Linked DNA regions of Gossypium hirsutum: region 2 is linked to region 1. The links are chromatin contacts, called in public Hi-C maps. All regions are on one chromosome and are shown on one strand. The core of a region is the stretch at or near the end of the contact, and the rest is flanking DNA. Distances in the headings are between cores, read along the strand shown.

Region 1 (7,480 bases), core at 3,514-6,013:
TGGATGAATTGATTTCGTAAAGAGTATATAATAAGGAGTTTTTAATCATGGTACTTCTTATGGCCAGATTCTATGATTAAGTAAATTGCAATTATTGAAACGATGCTTCTAGACATAATTGCAATTACCCTAGCTTAATTGTATATGTCTGATGCTCCATTTGTTAGCTTAACAAAAGCTCAATTGGACAACATTTAAATCAGAAGGAAATTCTACGACTTTGAAAATAATTTAATTGAGTCAATTTATTAGATGTGGAATTAAATTAGGCTGTCGTGATAATTGTTCAAATAGATAATTTAATTAAAGAATTTTCTTGAAAAATTAATTTGAAAAATCTAAGTGATTTTTGAGAAAATTAATTTTAATCAAGTAAAATTAAATTAACCAAATTAATTAAAATAAAAATGATATTTTTGAAAATTAATTTTCAAGTTAGACAATTGGGTCAATGGGTAATTGAACTTGAAAATTGAACATGAGATTAAAAATTGGGCTCAAAAACCCAAAATCGAGATCGAGACCCAATAATTGGATGAATCGGGTTTGGTATGTGAAACCGGGCCTAGTCTCACCGATGGCCGGACTGGATTGATCGGGCCGTCACTAGCCTGGACCGAACTTGCAACAGTCGAACTAGCTCGGGGTGTCGTGAGGTTGTTGCACCTACAGTTGCACCTGTGATTGCACCATCGGACACGACGATGCTGGCAAAGGCAACGACGACATTCCGGTGGCCAATGGGTGGTCCTTCAGCGATTGAGTAGTGGAAGAATCACACTCCTATCGAGACTCTACTAGATAATTTGATTTCAGATTAATTATTCCTAAAAAATATTATTTTTATATATTTAATATTAAATTAAATTTAATATTTATCTTAATAGTATTTTATTAATATAATATTAGAGTGATTATCTTAATATTAAATAAATTTAATAATATTCTATTAATTTAATATTAAAATAATTAAGTTTAATATTAAAGTTGTCATCCACCATCGTTTGGTGGTTTAAGAAAGGTCTAATTGCTCCATGGACCCTTTGATTAATTAAAAATCTATAGTGATTTATTTTTATCATTTTTATAATTTAGTCATTATATCACAATTAATTGTCCAATTGACAAAATTAAAGGACTAAACTTTAATTAGCCTTTATATTAACCTCATAAATATTAAATAATAATATTTACGAATTCGATAATCGAAAATGGGATTCTGAAACTACTGAAAAATGAGTTGTTACATAAAACAACTTCAATGAGATCAGGATAAGTCTTGAATATTCAATATATGCTTCCAAGTTTAACCCAATTCGATTTAATCTCACCAAAGTTGAAGTTGATTTCTTTGATCCAATCCAAACCAATCTTCTGGATAGGTTAATATAATTGGTTTGAATATCATAAATGAGCTTGTAGTTATCCAAAGTATTAATAAAAATCAAAGCTCAAGAATCTTGTTACCAAAATTTACCAACACTAAACATGATAAGTTTTTGAGTTGGCACTCCTCCTTAACACTGCTCAGAACTTTCTCAACATATTATATATATGTTTATCATTGTAATTTAATTTAAGAAAAATGTTCATGTCGTGTATATAAATGTATGAAATATTTGGAATAATTTGTAATTAGAGAAAATTTTATTTGCTCATGAAGTATTTGTGTTTAAAGTATTAATTACTTCATTATATTGTGTTTGAGCCTTGCCTTTATTTACTTATCGTAACCATTTAATTTTAACTCTACATTCATTTATTTTAAGAATTAAATCTTTGCATATGCCAACACTATTAATTTCCTGCAAAACAATATATATATAATTAGTACAAAGGCCCCTGTAATTGAGTCAAATTTCTAATATGGTATATTTACTTTTAAGATGCCGATTTTGATACTTAAGTTTATTTATTATTGTGATAAGCTAACACCACTAACATGTGATTAAGAAGAAAAAAAAAAAAAACTCATCATCACTGACCATAAATGGATGATCCCTCAAATGTCCATTGCTTCTTTGGATCTTTAACAAAGCATTTTTCAATAAAATATTTTCCTTCCTCATATAACTCGTGAAGAGTTCCGGGCAGTTCATCATTAACCATCGAAATCGCCATGTTTGTTCCTTGTTCCAAACTCCAATCCCAACAATGCCACATCCAAGTCTGCATACATATCATAACAGTCGTAGAGAGTTTTGATCAGTGTTATACGGCAGATTAGAATATTTTTTAAAAATCAATAAATTAGTTGGCAATATATAACCTAAATTCTAACACGTAGCATTTACTAAGGATTCCTATGTCCACACTTGCTTCATCCTTATTTGTTTTGGTGCATGCATGGGAGGTTGTAAACAAATTTCAAGATACATTTTTTTTTCTTTTTAGTACTTCTAGGTTTAGTAAGAATGAATTAATAATTTTGATCTCTATACATTTTTTAATAATTTAAAATAGGATAATCTATAAAAATAGTCACTTTTGTTTGCTCAAGGTTACATTTTAGTCACTTATGTTTGAAATGTTACGTTTTAGTCACTTATGTTATTATTTTGTTACAAAGTGATCACTCTACTGTTAAATTCCATTATCTCTCTAACGGTAATCCTACATGGCAGTCCAAATAGATTTTAGGTGCTAACTTAGATTTTTAAATGGGATGAAAATAGATTTTTAATTAAAAATTTTAATTAATTAACATTTTTAAATCTAAACCTTAACTAAAAAAATTGTTCATCTCCTCTTTTTTATTTTTCTTTCGTCTCTTTTTTTTTAATGTTTTTTTTCATTTGACTAGAAAAACTATTATTAAGTTTAAAATAGTTGAAATCAAATTGACTTCATAAAGATGGATTCAATGGAAGGTTCAGGTATGTCTTCTTTGCATTCCTCTATCTCTTTTATTCAACACTGAAAAACAAAAGATTAGATTTTTATTGTTTAATAAAACTTTAAATTAAAATTTTTGAAGGAATTCAAGTGGATTACCAAAAAATCTAAGAATTTCTAACTCAATCGTAGCCCTGCCATCCACCTGGAGAAAAACATTAGACAAGAGAAACGTAACATACATTTTCAAGCTTAAACATTGATTTCATTGATAAAGTGACCTGAAGCCGAGAAGAAACCGATTTTTAATTTCAAGAATTTTAGTTTAGGGATTTCATTAAACAATAAAAAAATTTAATCTTTTTTTTTAGTATTGAATAAAAGAGATAGAGGAATGCAAAAAAGATATACCTGAACCCTCAATTGAATCCATTTTTATGAAGTGGTCAATTTAATTTCAACTATTTTGATCTTAATAATAGTTTTTCTAGTCAAATAAAAAAAATCATTAAAAAAGAAGAAGAGATGGAAGAAAAATAAAAAAGAGAAGATGAATAGCTTTTTTAGTTAAGGTTTAGGTTTAAAATTTTTAATTAATTAATTTTTTTAATTAAAAATCTATTTTCACACATTTAGAAATTCAAGTTAGTACCTAAAATCTAGTTTGACTGCCACGTAGGATTACCGTTAGAGAGATAACGGAACTTAACGGTAAAGTGATCACTTCGTAACAAAATAATAACATAAGTGACTAAAACGTAACATTTCAAACATAAATGACTAAAATGTAACTTGGAGCAAATAAAAATAACTATTTTTATAGATTACCCTTAAAAATAAGAACTCCATACCTATCTCATCATCTAATAAAATATCTAGGTTTCAAACAAAGTTTCCATTTTCAGAATTTTCAAATTTCGGTACATATTAATATATTGTCCATATTTAAAATATCATTTTATCAAATGTTTTAAAATTAAATTTAATCACCTTTATTTTTAATTTATATACATTATTAGTATATTAAATGTAAAATATTTTAACTATAAATTTTTAAGATATAAAAATGTTGGATACGTTTGGACATGCAGCTTTTATATACTAATAATACTGTGTATATCAGACAGACCTTTTGAAAAAGCTGCCTAAGATACGCAGAGAAGTTCTGCTTTACGGCTTTAAAACTTATTACTTAAAACAAGGCAAATTAAAGGAAATGGCACAGTCGTGACATCCATGTAAGTAGATGCACTCAAAACTAGGTCACATTATGAGTTTTACTTCCTCTATTTATAAAATAAGTAAATTAATTTTTATTAAAAATTATATTTATTTTTACTATTTAAAGTTTATTCATATATATTAGAATGAAATATACATGGCAATAATTTAATTATTTTATTAATTATGCTAATTTTTAACTATAAGAATAGATAATAATAAAAGTGACTAATTTAATTTGTGGCTTAATATATAAAAATTAATTTACTTATTTTTTGAATAATTAAAATAAAATACAATCTAATTTATAATTCAGAGACATTTATAGTACTTTGATCAAAGGAACTCGTGGAGTTTGAAGAGTGTTATGTGTATATTTATGGAACTAAAAGTTCTATTACATTTGTTTTAGGATGGGAAATAATTGTATGAAATATTGATGTTATGTCATCGATATTTCTTTTTTAATAGTTTTATATTATATCAGTATGTTCATCCTATAAAAAATCAAATTCAAAATAAAATTATTGATGTGGCGTAAGATTATTAAAAAAATAATATTATTATTACATAAAATCTCTTCTCTTTTTAGATTTATTAAAATTAATATTTTTTGAAAAACTAGGATTATTTCTTTGAACAATTGGAGAGAGAAAAAAAACCCCTTGGTGTCCTAATGGGTAGTGGGTAGTGGGTAGTGGAATGGTACATAAGATATAAGAGTATAGGCGAATCCCAACACCATTGATATCTCTGAAAAGCCTTCAGAATGGAGAGGGGTTGGGGCCTGCAACTCACTAGGATCCGCTCTTTTACATCGGATCTGCTGCAATCTTTCATTGCCGCCTCCTCTCTCTCCTTCTATAATTATTTTTTTTTCAGACCACATCAGTATTGGCTACTAACTTGAATTCAGTTTGGGTATGATATTTAATTTAATTTATTTATATTTTTTTTAAAAAAAATTAAAGATCAAATCTAAATATTTAAGATTCCTTCCTCTATTATTTTTAGACTAATTTATAATAAAAAAAATTAGAAATTAAGTTTGACAAAGTATGAAAGGCCGCCTTTGAATGGGGACACCTCGTTTTCGGGGGGTTACTGCAGGCATAACCGCATAAGAGGGAAAGATTGAGTGCTTCCTCTAACAAATGTATTCTAATGAAAAGAGTTGGCGTATGTATATCGCTATGGACTAAGCCGAAAGCTGAAAATTTTGTAAACCATTCAATATGATTGGACCACATTGCCACAAAGACGTTTCACTGACCAATAACCCCAACTTTTATTTAAATTAATAAAAATATTTTTAACGAGTTTAACAATTAGATTTAAATTTTAAAAAATAAAAAAAAATTAAATTTTAAATATACGAAAAGTTTATCAGTAAGCTCCAGTGAGGCGTGCTAAGTGTTTAGCACCTCAATTTTTTCATCCTCCTGTCTGCCTTTTCATTCTCACCAGTCTTTCATGGTCTATTATATCCCTACATTTTTGTTCGTTTCTTTTGAGCTTTGGCACATAATTTCCTCATTTTTTGCCTTAAAACTTCCCTTAAATTTTGTATAATTATTTTACAAATCATCAAGTGATTATTTCATATATAAATAATAAAAAATAAATATACAAGTTTTTTAATAAGCTAATGAAAATATTTATTACTATATAATTAATATAAATTAACTAAAAATAAAGAATAAAAAAATAGTTTGAAACAATATTATTATTAATTTTTATTTATTTATTAAAAATAAAATATTATATAGAAAATAATTTAATATTTTAAATAATATCCTTACTGGTTATTTTCTTTCTTTTTCTTATTACTATTACAATAATTAATCTTACCGTATATCCAAATAGACCCATTTTAATTTAGATGATGTATAAAAATTAGTATTTGTAATAAATAGAGTAGAGAGGAAGTGATGGAAGGAAAGAGAAAGAGAGGGCCCATTTGGCCTTAGTTATAGTATTAGTTCATGTGTAAGTACATGGGAAGGAGGGGTGAGGGGAAGGCCCCCCTCAAGTTTCTTTTGGAATGATAATGGAAGTAGCCTTCATCCTCTCTGGACTTGTACCCACCACTTCCATACTATATCTACTTATTACGACTACCCCTTACCTTCCATTTCTTCATAGTCCCATCAATGGAGCTACATATTTCTCTAATTTTATAATACAAATTATTGACATTTCGATCAATTTTGTATATATAAAGTCACATTATTCGACGCTTTTTAAAATTATTTATGTTGATTCTCGATAAAAATATAATTACATATTTTTATGTTGGTGTTAAGTTGAGCGGAAAATAATTCAACGTCAACTAATCATTAATTAGATTATAACTTTATAAGTCATGATTATCTTTTATCTTATTGAAACATCTTTTCTCAAAAGATGAAATTATAAAATCAAGCAGATAGTTTGGAGTGATTAAGTCTATTCGGGATTTCTCCTCGTCTGACTCACTCTTCACCCTCATTACAAGAATTTATCAACTTTTAGCGAAAGTTGGGCATTGAGACATGCAACACATTTCTAGGGAGTTAATACGGGTCAAAATTTGACAATTTTTTATGAGATCCCAAAAGAAGTATTAGCAATATTTTCTATTGTAAAAACAAGTGGTGTTAGCCTTGATCAAAAGGCTTCTATATAGATAGATTATATTAAGTTTTTCTTTTTACCAAAAAAAAAAATTTATTATTCCACTCTCAAAGTGAATTAATAGCCTATACTAAATTTATCTAATAATTTTTAAATTCTCCGATAATCTCTTATCTTAAGATTAAATATGTCTATAGATCAGAAATATATCCATAGACAAAATCGAGCTATGGTTCGATTTAAAAAAAAAATATTCAAGCTTAAGATTGACTTTTGACCATATTTAAAATCTGTTTTTACTACTCATAAATTAATAAAATATTTATATATTTTAATAGTAAATTAAGGCCATCCTAGCGAGATATATTTTTTAAAAAAATATGATCTAAATTGGATTAGGACAAACGAATTACACAGAGCACTTATCATTGAATATATCTACTTATGACTTGAAAATGGTCATGCCCGTCAACGCCGATCATCATTTGATAGATGCCCGATTAGCCTCAGTCAAACTTTAATTTAATTTTTTATTATAAATTTATTTAGAATATATTTTTTTTTTAATTTTTTTAAAATTTTCTAAAAGTTAAACTTTTTTTTTCTAAAATTAACTAAACCTTTCTAAACTTTATTTTTAGAATTTATATATATTATTAATGGAAAATTTTTATATTTTTTTAATTTTAAACTTTTAAAATATTTCTACTTTTTATATTTTTTTGGTGAATATAATAACAGATAAAATCTAAACAATAAACGTAACTAACATAACTTAAACCCAAATCACATTAGAGACGGTGAACGC
Region 2 (7,480 bases), core at 3,579-6,078, 150 kb after region 1:
GTTACTCTTAGAAATATCTTTAAATTTAGTTAAATTTATATTTACTTGCTCTTTCAGTATTTATTTTCATATTAAGAAGCTTACTTTTGTTGCAGGAGTGGCTTTATGTCCATTAGATCAGGTAATTCTTTCGTATTCTGTTTTACTATGCTAAAAGTGAAATTTTTAATCGGATCAGATGTAGCTTTAAGATAATGGTACCTTTTGGATGAATACTTCTTTGGTTGGACTAAAGTTTTAATGAGCAATATGTTCTTGATATTCCATACAATGAGTATTTTTTAGTTCGGTCTTAACATCCTAGTGAGCATAGCATGCTAAAATTACCTCTTACTATACAAAGATCTCTGTATTGAGTATTCAAAACTAGACATAACTGTTTGTTAATTTTCAGAACATCAAGGGGGTTCATAAACCATCATTATCAGAAACTGGAAATGGTACTGGAGAAGCTGGGAATGAAATGGTCAACGGGGAATCACCTGATATGAATGAAAGACTTCCTGCACTTCCAGCTGCAGCAAATTCAATAGATGATGGAGGGACAAGCACCTCTAGAACCCAGAGCCTAGATGCAGAGCATGTCCTTTTCCAAGCTGAGCAGCCTTCAAATTCCAATGCTACTGCTTGTCCAGATGGTCCTCTGGAGCCAGATCCAAGCAGCAGATGGGTTAAACGTCTCAAATTGAGCACCTCACATCCTTTTGCTTCTGGTACTAAAATCTCTAAAATGGGAGAAGTTTCATCCTGTGTAAAGATTAACAAGATCAGCAAAATCATGAATTGCAGCAAAACAAGTTCAGAGCCCACAGTAGGTAGAAGCCATGTGAGATCAAAATTGGCACTGGATCAACATCCAGTGCTATTAAAGAGTGGCGAGTCCAGTTCCAGTGGTTCAGGGAGGAAAAGTCAAGAAATCTCTCTTTCGCGTACTTGGATTCATCGATGGTGTCGTCGCATAGCTGCACCTCCAAACAAGAAGCCTGATGCTGCAGTGCTATGTGAACCACAGAGCTCAAAGGCAAAATCGGATAAACTCCAAGAGAAGCAGTTTCCAAGCATTGCAGCCATGGCTTTGATGGGGAAGGCCATGAACGGTTTTCATCCTTGTGAGTTCAAAAGGAAGGGGTCTTTGATAGTTTGGAACACTTAGAGCTTCCAAGGCAATTCTAGCTAAAACCATTTGTGGCGCAAAAACAAATTGACCTTTAGGTTTTGCCAGGAGTGTTGGTGGTTCCATTTGTTGCCGAGGGCAATAGATGCCTGCCCCATCTTTATTATATATGATAAGATATTTGGCACAAATCAAGTCAAAATGTTGCCTAGGTATGTTCCCTTCCTGCATGCATACATTTCATGTGACATTTACATCAAAGGGTAAAAGTTTTTGTAGCTGGGTTATTTACGGAGGGATCTTACAGAGGCCATTTGTCTTGAATGAGCACTTGGATGGAGGATGAAAGAGGCGATCACAACAGCTATCATCTTTTCTTGTAAGTTTGAAGAACACTCCATGATATTCCCTGTTTTGGTTAAAAACATCATTGGACTGGGAAATGATAAGGAAATAGAAACTGGACCGTGAATATCTATTAACATGTTAAAAGTAAGTTGTGTAATAATGAATGAGGTATTTGTTTTTGTCCACAACTGCTAAAGAGATAGAAAGACTGGTGAGTTTGTATTTAAGTGGATGGAGTACATATGAAATTTACAGCTAGTCTAGGAGTATTTCTAGGAGTATTTTGGTGATATATATTGATAACGTATGGTAGTCTAATACGGGTATATTCATTCTTCTTCCCCTTCTTCTTTTTATCTTTTATTTAGAAGGTCGTATCACTATACCTATGTTTAAGAATAGGTTGGATGGGAATAGCGGAAGGCATCTATAAACCTTGTTTCTCTTTCATTTCATTAAATTCTTGGGCAGTAAGTGGAGGTTTTGAAGTTTGTCTTGAGCAGTTTGTTTTTCAGCTCAGGATTACTAACTGCAACAAAAGCCCATTGGCATTTTCCTTTTGCAAAAAAGGTTGTAAGTGTTTCTCCTGTACCCACATTTTCTTGCTTTTCTCTTTCAATCTTATCAGTAGAGATGACCGGGCACTATTCTCTATGATGCTATCGTAGAGCTACTAAAGTTCAGATAGGGAATAAGAGTTATAGTACGCAGGGGCAGGGCTAAATCCTCACAAAGCCAAAAAAAAGTATTTAAGAGAAAGATCTATGGAAGTATAAAGTGAAAGTTTTAAAATTAAAGTAGTTTTTAATATCAACTGATTTTACGCTTTTAATTTTTTAATTAGTTTTTTTAATTTCTTTTACTTGAGTGATAGAATATAATTAATATATACTTATTTAACAAAATGTTTTTATCATATAGAAAAATGGATGTTGTTGATCAATACGTTTTTTAATAATATTAAAAAATTCAAATCATAATTAATGAATTCGATACCATATTCAATTTAATAATTAATGCAAAAAAAACATTATTTAAAATAATAACTACCTATAATACAAGTTGTTTTGTTGCAATTTTTCATTGTTTTCTTTTCTTAATGGTCAATAAATTGATTATATTGTTCATAGATAATATGTAGTTAATATAAATATATTAGATTAGATTACATAAATATTATTTATAATATTTTATATGTGAAATATAAAGTTACTTATTATATAAATAATCAATTTTTCTTTTCTGTGAGAGAAAACATAATAATTTTAATAATTCAATATAAAAATAATTATTTTTATTTGTATTACAAATTAATTAAATAGAAGCATTAATACAATAAAATAATTTATTTATTAAATAAATACTTTAATAAAATTAAAATTCTTATTTGTAAATAATAAAAATATTTAAAATGACAACTTCGAAAGCTATATTATTAATAAGTTTGAAAGCTTGCCAAAAATGTTAAGATATGCGGGTTAAGGTGGTTAGAGATAAGTTGCCATTATCGTCATCATTTCCTCTGTTTTGGTCCAACTTTCAACATTCATTGATATTTGTTTCTTACTTTAGTTCTTCACATGATCATTTTATGTTTTACTTATTCAATTTCGATTGCCCAAGCTCTCATAAAATAAGCAGAGTACTATGAAAGTCTTTGTATTTTCCTCTTTCTACTTAAAAAATGAACAAATTAATCCAGATTAAAGAACAAACTTTGGCAATAGGATAGGAGATAAGCAGCCAACACAAATACTTCAAAGATCTCTCTAAATGCTTCTGAAGATTTAACCCTAGTTCAAGGCATGGAACGCTCCAGAACAAAGAAATGGACCCAAATTTCTCTTCTTATGAATAACCATTTCCTCCACATTATGATTCTGATCTTCTACCCCCGCGTTTCCTCAAAATCCAGCAAGTTAACACAGAAAGAGGAGTTGCTTGGCCTCAATTTCCTCAAATAGGACATTTTAAGGTTTTAAACACACTACTAAAACACCTTATCAATTTCACTTAGGAAAGCTGAGTGGCCAAAGAAGCTGAAATTCAACCATTAAATCATTCTACAAAAAGTAGCCAAAGAGAAGTTTTAAACCAAATTTAAAGGGGGGAAAAATCATTTATCCAAGTCAAAACTCAACCATGGCAATACTTCTTAGAACTAATTGCAAAAATATAACTAAAGATCTAGGTGTTTGTTGCCCTAGTGTAAATCTGCTGGCTTGAATGCGCAGAGACCAACCTAATCAACCCTCTTGCCATCAACTCCCGTATTGCCTTCCTTGCAAGTGATCCGTTAATCTGTGAAGTGCACACACACACACACATAAAAAAAGAAAAACATATTAGACACAGTTGCCGGGTTTAGACCCCATTCAATAGAGTTCGCGCATGCGAACTAGAAGCAAACATTCTATAAAAAGAATGTCAACCTGACCTGGAACCAACATTCTAACTCTATAACACGAGTGTATGAACATATTATTTTGTCACAGCAATACATACAACAAGAGTTTATGACCCAAAATAACCCGACTTTAGATCACCATTCGAGGTCAGACATTGAATAAACAACTAAGAATTAGGGTGCCCAAATTCATCTATCCGTGTAGCAGTCACCATTGATCCAACAATAAAAAACTCGTGCCAGATAAACGTTTATTTTCCAAAAAATTGAGCAGGGCGACAAGCCGACATCAAATAGAATGAACTATTTAGATCTCAACCTCCAGACTAGAGACAACACCATAAATCAAATCGAAAACTAATATCATCACAAATGCAAAAGAAAGGTAAACATCATGCAAAGGGAAACAACATTAAAAATACAACAACAAATGATTAACATATAATATAAAGAGGTAGAAATGAAAAAAGTACCCTCATACGATCAGAGAGGATTGAAGGAGTGATAAGCTTGTATTTAGGAGCTCAAGAGAGAAGCTTGTCATAGGTAGCTTGGTCAAATAGTACCATGTTGTTCACCTTCTCCTTTTGCTTTCCCTTACTCCACTTCTGTTAATACAACAACAAAAACCCCCCCACTTCATATTTAACTTTTGAAAAGCAGAGAGATCGACCCCATTATATATATAGCATAAGATATAATAAAAAGATGACCTTCTTCTGCTTTCCACCTCCAGACTTGGCTGGCTTAGATGAAGGAGGAGGGGCTTTGTCCTTCTTTGGGGCCTGCAAAACCAAATAAAAAAGAATTCATTTTCTGATCTAAAACAGAGTAGGAGATGATGAGATTAACAAACATACCATGGGATCTTTTGGAAGTAAAGAAAAATGGGTACGGAGAAGAGCAGAGCGTTTTGGGCGTCAACGAGAGGGATGATATGGAGGAGGTGAGCGATTTTTCTAGCCTAGAGTTTGAGCCCCGTATCTCAAACGTCGCCGTTTACATCGTAAACCCTAGGTTCCTATTTTTCTTGGCCTTCTAATTTACTATTCCTGTTAAGAAGGTTGTGGAAAAATTTTGGAAAGTTTAATAGTATTTATTATTAGGGTAAACTATACCATTAGTTATTAAATTATTGATAAGTTTTTATTTTGTTTATTTAATTAATTTTTTTTTATTATTTGGTTATTGAATTGTTCAGAAATTTTCATTTAAGTTCATTGCATCCTGCTTGAAGCATTTTTAACACTATTTGTTCAGAAACATCTTCTCAAAATTATTTTTTCAGGAACTATGTAGAAAAAGAGCGTCCACGTGGGAGTTTTTTTCTACAATTTTGTTGACAATGCATCTTGCTTGAAGTGTTTTTGACACTATTTGTTCAGAAACATCTTCTCAAAATTATTTTTTCATGAACTACTATAGAAAAAGAGTGTCCACGTGATAGCTTTTTTCTATAATTTTGTTGACAGTGTATTCTACTTGAAGCGTTTTTGACACTATTCATAAATGTCTTCTCAAAATTATTTTTTCAGGAACTACTGTAGAAAAAGAACATCCACGTGGGAGCTTTTTTTTGTATTTTTGCTGATAGTGCATCCTACTTGAAGCGTTTTTGATACTATTTGTTCAGAAATGTCTTCTCAAAATTATTTTTTGGGGGTAAAAATAATCAATTTTGTTAAAAAAATAAACACAATGTTATTTTAAAAAAAACTAAACCCTAATTTACTTAAATTTAACCATAAACCCTAAACCCTAATTTAATTTATTTAAAACCCTAGAATCCTAAATTACTTAATTTATTTAAAAACCATAAACTCTAATTTAATTTATTTAAAACCTTATTTTAATTTATTTAAAACCTATAAACCTTAAACCTTAATTTATTTAAAACCTTAAAAACCCTAATTTATTTAATTTATTTAAAAACCATAAACCCTAATTTAAATAATTTTTATAAAATAACACCAACTCCTGATTTATTTTTAAAATCTACTAAAATTCTAAACCTTAACTTGTTTTTTAAAAAAACCTAAACACTAAACCTTAACTTATTTTTTGCAAAACCCTAACCCTAAAACCCCTAAAAAACTTTAGGTACTAAACATGCAAATATCCCTAACTTATTTTGGCTGACGTGGCAAAAAAGCTCCCCAGGGGCGCGCTTTGCTGGCATTTTTCCCCTTAAACGTGGCCACATAGGTACGTTTTGCAAAAAGAGACCCTTTCCAGTAAATAATTGTGCCGTAAATATACTTGGAGATGAGCCTTTTTAGGTAAATTAGTCTTAAATTTAATGTGAATTACCAAAAAAAAATTATGTGAATTATAAAACAACAAATGGAACCTTAATATTTGGATTAACAATTTCAATACGTATATGTTTTTTAATTCATTCAATGCGTGTATATATATATATGTATATATATTTTTTGGTTAAAAGAAATAGAAATAAAATTTTAATCACATAACTCTACTACGAGTCAAATCTTATTCTAGACTGTTGAATAGAGAAAGGATTGTATGAAACTGTGATTCCACATCATCCCTATCTCTTTTCCAATAGAAGAATAACAAATCATATTTTTCCTCCTGGTTTTTAGCTTTTTTTCAGGAAGAAAAAGTTGAAAATCAAGAGAAAAAATTTATTTGTCATTCTCCTATTGGAAAGGGATAGAGATGATGTGGAATCACAATTTCATACAATCTCTTCTCTTACTGAATATCATTTTTTAGTAGATTCCAAACACCCTCAAGTGGCTCAACAAAGTAACATTTCACATTTAAATCTCCATTCGACATCTTTGCCATGCAATCCACAACCTTGTTTTGCTCCCTTGGAACATGTCGAAATTTAACTTGCCATTTCTTCAATATCATAGTATGTATAAGTCGAATTTCTAAAATATTACTGTCAACATCATATCCATTACTAACCACATCAATCAAGATAGCATTATTACTTTCTATTTCAATTTGTTGGAACCCTTCATGCCAAGCAACCATGAGTCCCTCATAAAGTGCCCTTTGCTTCTGTTTAGAAAATGCCAGATCTGTCAATTCTCATGATAAAACCAAATAACCAATTCCCCTTATGATCCCGAATCACACCCTCCATAGCAGCAAATGATGTATGTTTGGGTACACTGCCATCAATATTAACTTTAACCCACCCCACAGGTGGTGGCTGCTAATACTCTTTGGTGTAATCACTACAACAAATATTATTCACCCTTACCGAATTAGAAATGTTGCGAGCCCAAGCTATACTAGTTTCCATCAAATCCATGTTACTGTAACTAGCTCCTTTAAAAATAAAATTATTCCTATGCTTCCAAATCAACCAAGAAAAAATCAGAAATAAGGTTGGCCATTCTCCATCGATTGTGGAACTATAAGACTTAAGCAAAATCAGAAATAAGGTTGGCCATTCTCCATCGATTGTGGAACTATAAGACTTAAGCAAAATCATTTTAACTCAGTCTTCCAAGGATGAAGGAAAAAAAGAAAGCCCAGTCATGTTGTAGTACCAACGATTTCCCAATGTTAGCTGTAAATGGGCAACCACAGACTACAGGGTCCTTGTCTCAATTAAAGCATCATATTGT

Evidence for each region. A called contact is a pair of places that touch in the nucleus more often than the background predicts.
Region 2: a Hi-C map of leaf shows a contact between it and region 1, with 1.7 times the contacts expected there. The contact joins two enhancer-like sites. A contact is called at or near these places in 6 of 34 Hi-C or Micro-C datasets (anther, callus and leaf).

The regions. Positions count from the first base shown.
Region 1 is chrA12:4,268,693-4,276,172 of Gossypium_hirsutum_v2.1, forward strand. No RefSeq gene overlaps it. Among protein-coding and RNA genes, the nearest start is that of LOC121210828, 12 kb to the left of the region's middle. Within about 2 kb of position 4,764, at least 4 of the 9 cell types and tissues checked have an H3K27ac peak or open chromatin away from gene starts, as enhancers often do. A contact at or near this core is called in leaf, where this site is marked.
Region 2 is chrA12:4,419,118-4,426,597 of Gossypium_hirsutum_v2.1, forward strand. It overlaps LOC107928803, which reads left to right. Exons shown (of 4, transcript XM_016860081.2): 3 at 96-121; 4 at 395-1,780. The coding sequence ends at 1,153. It also overlaps the pseudogene LOC107928823. Among protein-coding and RNA genes, the nearest start is that of LOC107928803, 6.6 kb to the left of the region's middle. Within about 2 kb of position 4,829, at least 7 of the 9 cell types and tissues checked have an H3K27ac peak or open chromatin away from gene starts, as enhancers often do. A contact at or near this core is called in leaf, where this site is marked.